3 separate regions of the Mus musculus genome follow, and regions 1 and 3 are each linked to region 2. Evidence: chromatin contacts called from public promoter capture Hi-C data. All regions are on one chromosome and are shown on one strand. The core of a region is the stretch at or near the end of the contact, and the rest is flanking DNA. Distances in the headings are between cores, read along the strand shown.

Region 1 (3,576 bases), core at 155-2,654, about 19 Mb after region 2:
GTATAAAGGAAGAATCTATTTTTAATAAAAAAAGAAAAGAGGAGGAGCAAGAAGCCCACGAAGGTGAAGCCAAAGGGAAGCTGGGCGTGGTTTGATAAGTCAGAGACAAGGGCAGTTCTGAGGGGTGGGCTTGGGTGCAGCTTCTACCTGGCCACGCTCACCTGACGGGTGGGCGTGGCCCAGGGTTGCTGCTGCTGATTGCCTTGGCCGTATACACTTCAAAGAATGCCTGGAAGCCAGAAGTCTTCTTCTCCTGGTCCTACTTTTTCGGATGGTTGGCTTTACCCTTCTTGTTTATTGCGGGTAACCAGCACGAGGGGAAGAGGGTGGAGACTACCCCTCTAGAGGACTCCCCTCCCCAGAAACTTCCCAGTCACCTATTCTTCCTAGCAAAGTCCACAATAACTTCCAGTGACTTCCCCGCCCCTGCACTCCAAGACACCCGATGGAAACGCCCTTGGAACCCCCATCCCTAGCTCCCAGGCAGGCCAGATCATCCGCCCCATAGCCCACCTTCCTTCCCCGGGCTCTGTACTCCCTTCCTGCCAGGCTTCTGCTTTCTGCTTGCCGACATGATCTTGCAGAGCACCGAAGCCATCAGCGGATTCCCGGTATGCCTATGAATGCGGCCTGCCTGGGGCAGAATAAAGGAATGGCTTTTAGCCTCGCCCCTGCGTGCTTTTCTGCGGAACGTAGAGACAGAAGCTTGGAGACTACAGAGACACGGATAAAGTGGCTTGTAGAGAGTTAAGGAGGTCAGAAGGAATGTGGGAGGGTAGGAACGGAGACTTGAACCCTGTAACGAGGTGTGTACCCTGGGGATTTGCAGATGCGGAAGCAGGGAGAGGGTGTAGGGACAAGCTGACACCGGGTAGTCCTAGCGGATGTAGGCGTAGAAGAAGGGGCGGGGACGAGCGCACCCGGGGAATGCACGGGGAGAGAATATGGGACTCGGGAGAGTCATAAAGCACGCAGTCGCGGGAGGAGGTGGGGATGAGCGGACACGGGAAAATCACAAGGAAGTAAAGTGTAGACGCAAGGATAAGGAGGGAATCTGCAGAAAGAATGCGGCGGCAAGCAAGTGAAGGAAGGCCTTGGGGGCGTAGGAAAAAAGGCACAGGGTGCGCGTGGGAACACAGACATGGGGGCTTGGAGTGCTGAGAAAGGAGGGATCTAGAAGTGAATTGCAGATCTGGGGACAACAGGAGTTACGAGGAGAGCATTAGGATAAATAAGCCCTCAGCAAACTTCACTCCTAGGAATGCCCTTTCCCCTACTTCTGTGCAACGCCCCCTCCACCCAGCGGTCCGCCGTGGACCCCGCCTCTCCCTGAATTCCGCTTCCTATTGGCTTTTTCTGAGTTGTGCGACGGTTGATTGGTCGGTGTTGCGGCGCGCAGGCGCAGAGACAGATACGGGGCGGAGTGTGTGACTATCTGGATTAGGAGCAACCTGACCCGGCCAGTGACTGCTGCAGGAAGATGGCGGAGCTGCGCGCGCTCGTGGCTGTCAAGAGGGTCATCGACTTCGCTGTGAAGGTGACTTTCCCCACCCCGACTAGGTCCCAGCACCCTGAGACCGCAGCTATGAACGTCCAAGAGCAGGAGCGTGCCCCACATAAGAGAACCTTTCAAAAGTCAATTTCTATTGCCCTTTGACCCGACGTCAGTCATACTTGGAGCAAAAATCAAGGGCTGTGAGATTTTGACAATCAGATCCTTCTGAGGTGACGACCCTTTTCCCCTCTCTCTCAGTCCCTTGATAACTGTGGGCTGGAGGAGTCATGGTCCCTATTTAACACGTGGAGAAACTGAGGCACAAAACTGGCACTTAGCAAGAGAGAATCAGAATAGAGAATTCTATGTGGGGCCTGCGGTTTCATCACTCATTACCTTGCAGGCTGCACTGTCTGCTCTAAATGTACAGCCACATGGAGAGCCATCTGGTTCCATGGGACTCAGAAAGCGCCTCACCCATATAGCCATGGGATGCTTGTCGACAGTTTTTTATTTAGGAAGGGAAGGAGACCTGTGCTTGCTGGAGAAGCAAGTTCAAAGGAGCCAGCTTAACTAAGACTTTGGAGTGTCCGTGAGCAGTCTGAGGGCAGCACCCCTGAGGCCCTGGGTTCTCCTCAGAGAGAAGCTGCTGTAGCCAGCATTGAATCAGACTGGGTTCCCAGGCCAGTCTCTCAATGCTTAGCCTAATCTGTACTGAAAAAAAGATGGTGGCAATTCATGTTTGTCTGTCCCCATTGTCCTGTGATCCCCCTTTGTGTCCTTCAAATTTCCTAGCATAAGGAAGATGCACCCAAGAGACCCTCTGAGATAGGTAAAAACGGGCTATATCATTTAATACCACCATCTACGTACCGCAGTTGAGGAATGAGACAAGAAGGATTCAGGAGACAGACTCAGACTTAATGTCCATGACCCAGACAGCACACATGGAAGTCGGCACAAAGCACCAGCAGATATAATTCCTGTACAGAGATTGATCCCTTTGTACAGCTTCTGTACTCTCAATCGAACAGGGTGGTTGAGGAAACCCAGGCCCGTGGAGGCCCTGTTACTTGCCAGATGCCTGCCCCCTGCCCCCAAGCTGGGTAAGCAGCAAGAATCAGGAGTCTGGGCAAGTCTGACTCTCTGCCTGTTTGCTAGAGAGAAAACGGGTTGGCTTGAGGTGGCTTCTAACAGCCTGTGACAGAGATGGTGCTTCCAGGTTTATTGAGATACATGTGGGTTTGTGGGCAACTCAACCACCATTAATTTGTTTGTTTATTTATTTATTTATTTGGGTGTGTGTGTGTTGATGGGAATTAAGCCCATGACCTTCCAAGTGCTAGGCCAGACCAGCACCACTGAGCTATAGCTCCAGTCTTTTTCCATTTTATTTTTAAAATTATTATTATTATTGACAAGGTATTTTTATTATAATTTAAATTTCTAAAATGATTTATTATTTATTTTTATTTTATGTGCATGGATGTTTTGCTTGCATGCATGCATGCGTGAAGGTGTCCAATACCCTGGGGCTAGTGTTTACAGACAGTTGTGAGCTACGATGTCCATAGCATAGGTCCCCTGGAAGTGCTCTTACCCACTGAGCCATCTCTCCAGTCTCCTCTAATTAGGCCTATGTGTGTGGATATGCACATAGAAGAAGTATAGGTGCCCCTGCAAGCTGGAGTAGAGCATTAGCAAACCCTGAAGCCAGTTATAGGTAATCGTGAGCTGCCTGATGGGTGTGTCAGGAACTGAACCTGGGTCCTTTAAAAGAGCACCAAGTGTTCTTAACTACTGAACTATCTCCCCAGCCCCTAGAGACAGTCTTATTTAGTCCAGGTTGGCCTGGAACTCACTAAGAGGTCGAGGATAGCCTTGAACTCCTGATCCTCCTGCCTCTACATCCTGAGTGATGGGATTACAGCTGTCTACTATCACTCCTGGGTCTCTACATCTTATTCTGAGGCGTTTAATTGCCCAGGCTGGCCTCAGACTCTACATCCTCAACCTCTCAACTGGCTTTGATGCTGGGCCTGCAACCCCGTACCCAGTACCCTCACCACCTTGAATGAACT
Region 2 (3,259 bases), core at 727-3,226:
TTGCCCAGGGCTGGCACCGTTTACAGTGAGTTGGGCCCCTCCCACATCAACCACTAATAATGAAAATGCTTCATAAACTTGCATACAGCCCAGTCTCATGGAGGCATCTCCTCAGCTGAGGCTCCCTCTTCCCTGCAAGTTGACAAATCACAGGTAACTTTAGCCCAAGGGGATCTGGCATCCACTTGTAGCCCACAAGGGCACCTGTACCCACAGACACAGACAGATAGACAGACAGACAGACACACACACACACACTGAACCTGTTTAAGAAGGATTGAATGGGTGTATAACAGTGGAGTAAACACAGTCCATACTCTTGTCTCTGACACAGTATTCTAGACTTAGGTCAATAACCTGAGCTACAAGCTAGAGCAGATCCTGAGACTCCATGGTAAATGGACATGGTTTTGTTATGTTTTAGGGAGGGAGATGGAACAAGAGAGTAGCACTGAGTTGAACTGTCCTCCAAGCAAGAAGCTGACATGTGGCTGCAGCATGGTTGGCTCAGAAGTGGATTGTCAACTCGCTGAGACAAAGTAAGCCGTCTTCCTGTAATATGTCATTTACTTTATTTATGTATTTATTTATTAATTTGTGTTTGCATGCCTCTGTGTGTGTGTGTGTGTGTGTGTGTGTGTGTGAGTGTGTGTGTGTGTACACCAGTGTGCTGCAGCACCTGTGGTAGAGGCAGATGTAAATTACAGAAAGTCAGCTCTCTCCTTCCACTGTGTGTGTTTCAAGGATTGAACTCAGGTCCCCGGGCCTGTACCTGCCAAGGCATTTGCAGGCCACGGGCAGGGTCTCTTGTTTCTGCCACACTAAGAGGTCAGGCTAGCTGGTATGGAGTCTTCTTGCCGGCTTCAATATGGCACTTTGCTTTTATTGTGAGAATCAATAAATGGTTTTCTTTTTTTGTTGTATCTGTAGGTTGTATGGGTGGTGAATATCCAAGGACACAGCATTGGCTATGAGTTAAATCCAGTGTTTCTCAAACCTAGCTTCTGGTGCACTCAAGAAAACAGCTTTTCCAGTTTTACTTACCCTTTGCTTCCAATTAGTGTGTGTGTGTGTGTGTGTGTGTGTGTGTGTGTGTGTGTGTGTGTGCATGTTTGGAAGAAGAAGAGTAATTATGGCACAAATACAGGAGTCACATACGTCAGGTGTCAGTACTACCACTGAGCCAGGCTCCCAGCCCTTCACTGGGGGATTCTAGGCAGGTTGTGGTTTGACTGAGAATGCCCCCATAGCTCATATATTTGAATGCTTAGTCTTCAGGGAGTGGAACTCCTTGAAAGGATTTAAAAGGTGAGCAGGCGTGGCCTTCTTGGAAAAAGTCTATCACTGGGTATGAGCATCAAGATTTTAAAAGCACATGTGAGTCCATTTCTCTTTCTCTGCCTCTCTGCATATGGATCAGGATCTAAGTCTCAGCTACTTCTTCAGCATCATGCCTGCCTGCTGCCATGTTCCTGCTCTGATAAAGGACTAAACCTCTGAAAGTGTAAGCCAGCCCCCAGTTAAATGCTTCCTTTGGTAAGAGTTGCTTGGACTTGTGGTATCTCTTCAAAGCAATAGAACAGTGACCAAGACAGGAGTTGGTACCAGGGACTGGAGTATTGCTGTGACAAGCCTGACCATGCTGTTTGTTGAAGGAATATGGAAGACTTTAGGACTTTCCACTACAAAATTATTAAGTGCTTTTTGATTAGTAGAGCTTAGTGGGTCATCCTAGGAGGAGAATGCAAGACAAGGGCAATTTGAGCTGGGGGTGGGGGGCAGCTCAAGAAGTTTCAGAGGCAAACAGTACATGGCCTAAACCATTCTAGTCATATACTGAGGAAAAAAAGTGGGTGATTTTTGTCCTCATCCTAAAAATCTGCCTGAAGCTAAGTTGATGAGTTTTGTATTACTGGCATAAGCAGGGGAGATTTCCAGACAGCCTTGTGTTGACTGTGTCTTGTGGTTATTAGCAGTCGCTCTCATGGAGATCCAGCATGAGGAGGAGCAAGCCAGACAGAAAGAACTATGCAGTGTGGAGTGTGAGGAGAAAAGAAGCACCGTGAAGGCTTAAGGAAAAGCCTGATTCTGAATGCTATAAAGGGAGTGCTGACCTCAGGGCAACACCCCACCCAGCGAAGCCTCCAGCCTGTGAGAAGGAAGAGGAAAAGCTTCAGCATGAGGGAGGCCATCAGTTCCAGCTTCAGCATGAGGGAGGCCATCAGTTCCAGCTTCAGCATGAGGGAGGCCATCAGTACAGCTTCAGCATGAGGGAGGCCATCAGTTCCAGCTTCAGCACGAGGAAGGCCATCAGTTCCAGAAAGATAGTGGACATAGAATCGGATGGGGCCAAGGTCCAGACCATCGAGCAGCAGAACATGCCAGCTTTGGCCACTTGGTTCTGGCTTTAGAGTCAAGGATACAAGAAACACTTGGTTCTGGCTTTAGAGTCAAGGATACAAGAAAAGGGTTCTTGAGCCTCCCTTAGTAATGAAGGAAATGCCCTGAAGGCAGTTGTAGTATAGGAGAGTTCCTGCATAGTGGCCAAGAGAGGGCATTGAGTGAAGCTGTGAACCTGGATTATGTCGGAGACCACAAGATGTTGAAGATGCCAGAACTATGGGATCCCAGCTGCAGAGAGCTGCAGACTGAGGTGAAACCAGCCTGAGAGAGACAAGTGTGTTACAGCCAACATAGCCGAAAGAGTAAAGCATCTGAAGAGTGCTTTGACATCAGCATGGAGATGCAGAGTTTGGCCTCCACCTTTGGTTTTTAGTCTTGCTATGGTCCAGTGTTTCCTCACTATACTGCCTTCCCATTAAGAAATGGTAAAGTATATTTTATGCCATAACACATTGGATTATGTGGTCTGCTTTTTGATTTTGATTTTACAGGGAATTACAATGAAGAGATTGTCATGAGTATCATAAAAGTTTGACATTTAGATTTTTAAAAAATATTGGGATTGCAATAGATGGTGGGGACTTTTGAAGTTGGGCTGAACGCATTTGGCATTATGATATGGGCAAAGGCTTATCGAGACAGGTAGCAGAGTGTGATGGTTTGACTAACAGTGGCCCCCATACATCTATGTATTTGAATGATTGGAAATAGCAGGGAGCCATGCTTTCTGCCATGTTAATGGACTAAGCCTCTGAAACAAGCTTTGATCATGGTGTCTCTTCATAGCAGTAGAATAGTGACCCAGACACCCTGTGCTCTACCATCACTCCCACAGCCTGTGACTGGAGGATTCTAT
Region 3 (3,806 bases), core at 1,201-3,700, about 11 Mb before region 2:
GAGGGTTCCATCTTCTCTGATAGGACCTCCTTGCCCTGCACCTGGACTGTGACCTACAGAGATGCACAGACCAGGGAGAGAGAGGGGCTGGGCACAACCCATGGTCTACGGGCACCAACTCCAATATAAACTGACTAGGTCATCCAAAGTCCTGAACTTCCCCTTCCCCTCTTTTGACCTTGAGCAGAAAGCAAAAGGACTATTTGCGCGTAGAGGGGATTGCATGGTACCCTTTGTGTCTCATCTAGCTGTGGGGATGACAGATAATACAGGAATTAGCTCTTATCCTGAGAAGCCTCACAAAGGATCCGTTATAGGTGGACACATCTATATGACCAAGGAGCATGTCTGGCTGGGCATGGCACTTCTAGAGTGAGGCAAAACATGACAATGCTCCAGCCCTGACCGTCTTTTCCGTTTCTGACTCACCCATTTCCGAGGTCCATCAAGCTCCCATCGAAGTCTGTCAACCAAGGCAGCAGCCTCTTCAGGGCTGCCTGGCCACTGCCCTTGCACTTGGGCCTGGATCTCAGGGGGCAGTGCACCCAGGAACTGCTCCAGCACCAAGAGCTCTAGCACCTGTTCCTTGGAATGTACTTCTGGGCGTAGCCACTGGTGACACAGTTCTCGGAGCTGGGCCAGGGCTTCCTGAGGACCTATTGCATCCTCATACCGGAAGCACCGGAAGCGTAGACGTGCAGCCTCAAGGCCTGGGTCCCACAATATATCTTCTCTCTCATCGTCGCTGTCAGAGTCCTCCAGCTTCACCAGAGCAGGCTCATTTTCTGGGGGTGCACAGCCCGAGGAGCCCAGCACAGTGGGTCTCATCAGGAGTACCAGATCCGGTCTTTGAGGCCAGTGTCTGTCCCTAGGGAAGGAATAGTACAAGGCATGTGTAATAAGGACAGCCAGGGGCAGCGAATGCTGACTGAGTGCCATGCTGTGTCCTTTCATCCGAGACCTTCGCCATGAAGAGGACACCCGAGGGAACAGGCACTGACAGGCCAGCCACACCCCAGAGATCCGTGGGAACTCTATATGAGCCATGTGCTTTGTAGACCTCATTTCCGCCGGGCCTATATAGTGTCTGGTAGCTTACTCTGTTCTAAATACAGGCTGTTGCTTAAGCTTAGAAACATTTCTCTTCCCTACATCCTATTCTTTTCTATAGCTGCATCTCTACTTGCACCCAGACATCAGTACCACTGCTGCCTCCTCCTGGACTCCCAATAAGAGTCCCTGTGGACAGCCTTTTGCGGTGGAACAAACAAGTCCCTTAATGTTTTCTACCCAGTCTTGGACTTGGCCTCTCTCTCAGGCCCCAACATTCCTTTCCCAATGTGGTATCAAGGGGACAGCCCTACTCCACCCAATCCCCCATCTCAGCTTCTCTCAGGCCAACAGGTTTCCATATATCTCCAATACCAGAAGCCAACTCATCACATCCAACAGCGATACAAGTCTTCAGCTCTCTAGTTTAGTTGGTTGGGAGGTGACTGGGACTTCTGGGTACCCTTAAAGGCTCTCAACTCATTAGACCAACAGTCTGCAAGGGTACTACTTTTGCTGTGCCTATGTCAGCTATAGTTTCCTCACTTGTAAAAAGGACTGACTTCTCCCATGATACTTTCTGCAACTGGGACTTTGTGAAAATCTAAATTTACTATTGCAGTGGCATCAGCTTAGAGGCAGCTTGATTTCTGTGGGTTACACCTCTGCTCTTTAGGGTGCTAAGTCAACTCGAAACCCTGAGAGAAACTTGGAACAGCCATAAAGCAAGAAGAGGTTCCGGAAATACATTTCCCAGAAGTCTAAGTGAGCATCCTCGCTTTAGGGTGCCAATGTGTCCGGTCGCCGTGGCACCTGTGGCGATCAGCGCGGTAGCGCGTCAGCACAGGGCCGGTTTGCTGGGAGTTCCTGGACCCCCTACCGGCGCTCCGGGTCTAGCTAGACAGCTGGAATCCCAGAGTCCACTCTACCCAGACTCCTCCCTAGGCCTTGAGGTGAAGGGACTCCCAGCCTTCCTTCAATGCTCCGAGGGAGGCTGTGCCCTCGTGAACATGCGCACTCTCGTTCGCTTGCTCCATATCAAACTACATATCCCAGACTGCTTTGCGCGCAGCTCCAAGCCCTTCTGCCCTTCCCCCACCCCAGCCTCCGTTTCTACCCTTCTTCCCGTCCCTAGGGGATTGCGCTGGTTGCAATAATCAGCTCGCACTCCTGGACGTCTCTTCCCACACTCCCGGCCACGAATTCAGGCGTCAGGGCCCCGACGACGTGCACAATCCTCTCGGGGGGCAACGGATTCAAGCACCACCTTCCAGACTGCGCATGCCCCCACCACTTTTTTTTTTTTTTTTTTTTTTTAAATGTCAGTTCTCTACCGGCCTTCCAGGGATTTGCAGGGTTCTGCACCAATCACCGCTCTCACTAGGACGCCGTCTCCCCGTCTCCATGGCAACGACGGGTTCGAAAAAGAGCGTCCGCTGGGCTACCTGCGGAACCACTGAAAGAAAGGCTTAGCAAAATGCTTTCTGGGAGTCGTAGTTTGGAGGGTGCTGTGTGGGTGCGCAAACGCAGCACCACCGGATCTCTTTTGTATTTCTGCGCGGTGGGTAGGAGTGAGCGGGACTCCATGGTAACTAAGGGACCAAACCTGGTGGTATCCTAGGTAACGACCGCACTACTTGGTTTAAGAAAGGTCAGGATCTGTGGCGAAGCCAAGGGGAAGGGACAGGGACACAAATACCCAACGAGATGTCTATACAGGAAGGCAGAGATAGCCCCATACAGAGTCGGGGGAGAGGATGAGAGGGGTGGGAAAATTGTGAGGGGGAGACTGGATGCTAGGAGAGACTGAATATAAGTGAACACACATAGGTATGAATGAAAAGGGGGGAGGGTTAGTCATTAGAATCAGAGTTAGAACCTGAGTCATGTCAGAAAATTTAGGAAGAAGAGAGAAGCAGAAAGGGATTGGGATTAGGAAAGTGAGACATCGAAACTCTAGGGGCCAACCCAGAGTACAAAGGTAAGTGGGGAGAAATTAGAGATATAGTAAAGATGTTAATAGAGATACGGTAAAACGGACTGATAGGTTTCAAAGACTGAGGGATGGCAACAAAAAATTAGATGTGCGTGTGGGGGAAACATTTTCAGAGAAAACTCACACAAAAAATGACAACACACCAGAAAGAGGACGGGGACCAGTCCTCTAGTTTCCTAGCATCATTTACCAAACAATATTGCGACACCTGACTACTTAAACATTACCTCTCCTCCCCCATTTTTTAAATCTGTGATTGAAGTCGTAACACTATTCTGGTAGAAATTGACTTACAAGAAGCTGACAGGTAGCCGGGCGTGGTGGCGCACACCTTTAATCCCAGCACTTGAGAGGCAGAGGAAGGCGGATTTCTGAGTTCGAGGCCAGCCTGGTCTACAGAGTGAGTTCCAGGACAGCCAGGGCTATACAGAGAAATCCTGTCTTGGAAAACAAAACAAAACAAAACAAACAAACAAACAAAAAAAGAAGCTGACAGGTTGCAAATGAGTTCTGCCCAGCCATCACCTGGAAGGTAGCTAAATATCTCTTTATCCCTACACCTAACCTTTTGTTTTATTTCAGATTCATTTAGATTCATTTGTTGCATCTTCCTGAAACTACCTTTTGCTACCTTTCTGTTTTCCTTGAGGTAGTGGAAGCCAGATGCTGGGGTGAAAACCTAGCTCAGAGAGGTAGAAAAAGCACCCAGGTGACCTTCTTTCTCAGCTGAAGTTCCACCGCAAATCTCTCTCTCTGTCCC

What was found. Promoter capture Hi-C pulls out the DNA fragments that hold promoters and counts their contacts.
Region 1: a contact with region 2 is called in a promoter capture Hi-C map of liver, with 2.9 times the contacts expected there. The contact joins the promoter of Etfb here to the promoter of Zfp235 in region 2. A contact is called at or near these places in 3 of 39 promoter capture datasets (cranial neural crest, frontonasal cranial neural crest and liver).
Region 3: a promoter capture Hi-C map of cranial neural crest shows a contact between it and region 2. The contact joins the promoter of Mzf1 here to the promoter of Zfp235 in region 2. A contact is called at or near these places in 2 of 39 promoter capture datasets (cranial neural crest and pre-B cells) and 1 of 484 Hi-C or Micro-C datasets (B cells).

Annotation. Positions count from the first base shown.
Region 1 is chr7:43,442,668-43,446,243 of GRCm38.p6, forward strand. Etfb (electron transferring flavoprotein, beta polypeptide) reads left to right here and starts at 1,405. Exons shown (of 6, transcript NM_026695.3): 1 at 1,405-1,537. The coding sequence starts at 1,481. Cldnd2 (claudin domain containing 2) reads left to right here. Exons shown (of 5, transcript NM_028849.1): 4 at 184-303; 5 at 550-653. The coding sequence ends at 623.
Region 2 is chr7:24,130,396-24,133,654 of GRCm38.p6, forward strand. It overlaps Zfp235 (zinc finger protein 235), which reads left to right and starts at 1,977. Exons shown (of 5, transcript NM_019941.3): 1 at 1,977-2,828.
Region 3 is chr7:13,052,314-13,056,119 of GRCm38.p6, forward strand. Mzf1 (myeloid zinc finger 1) reads right to left here and starts at 2,451. Exons shown (of 6, transcript NM_145819.2): 1 at 2,168-2,451; 2 at 430-868; 3 at 1-53. The coding sequence starts at 828.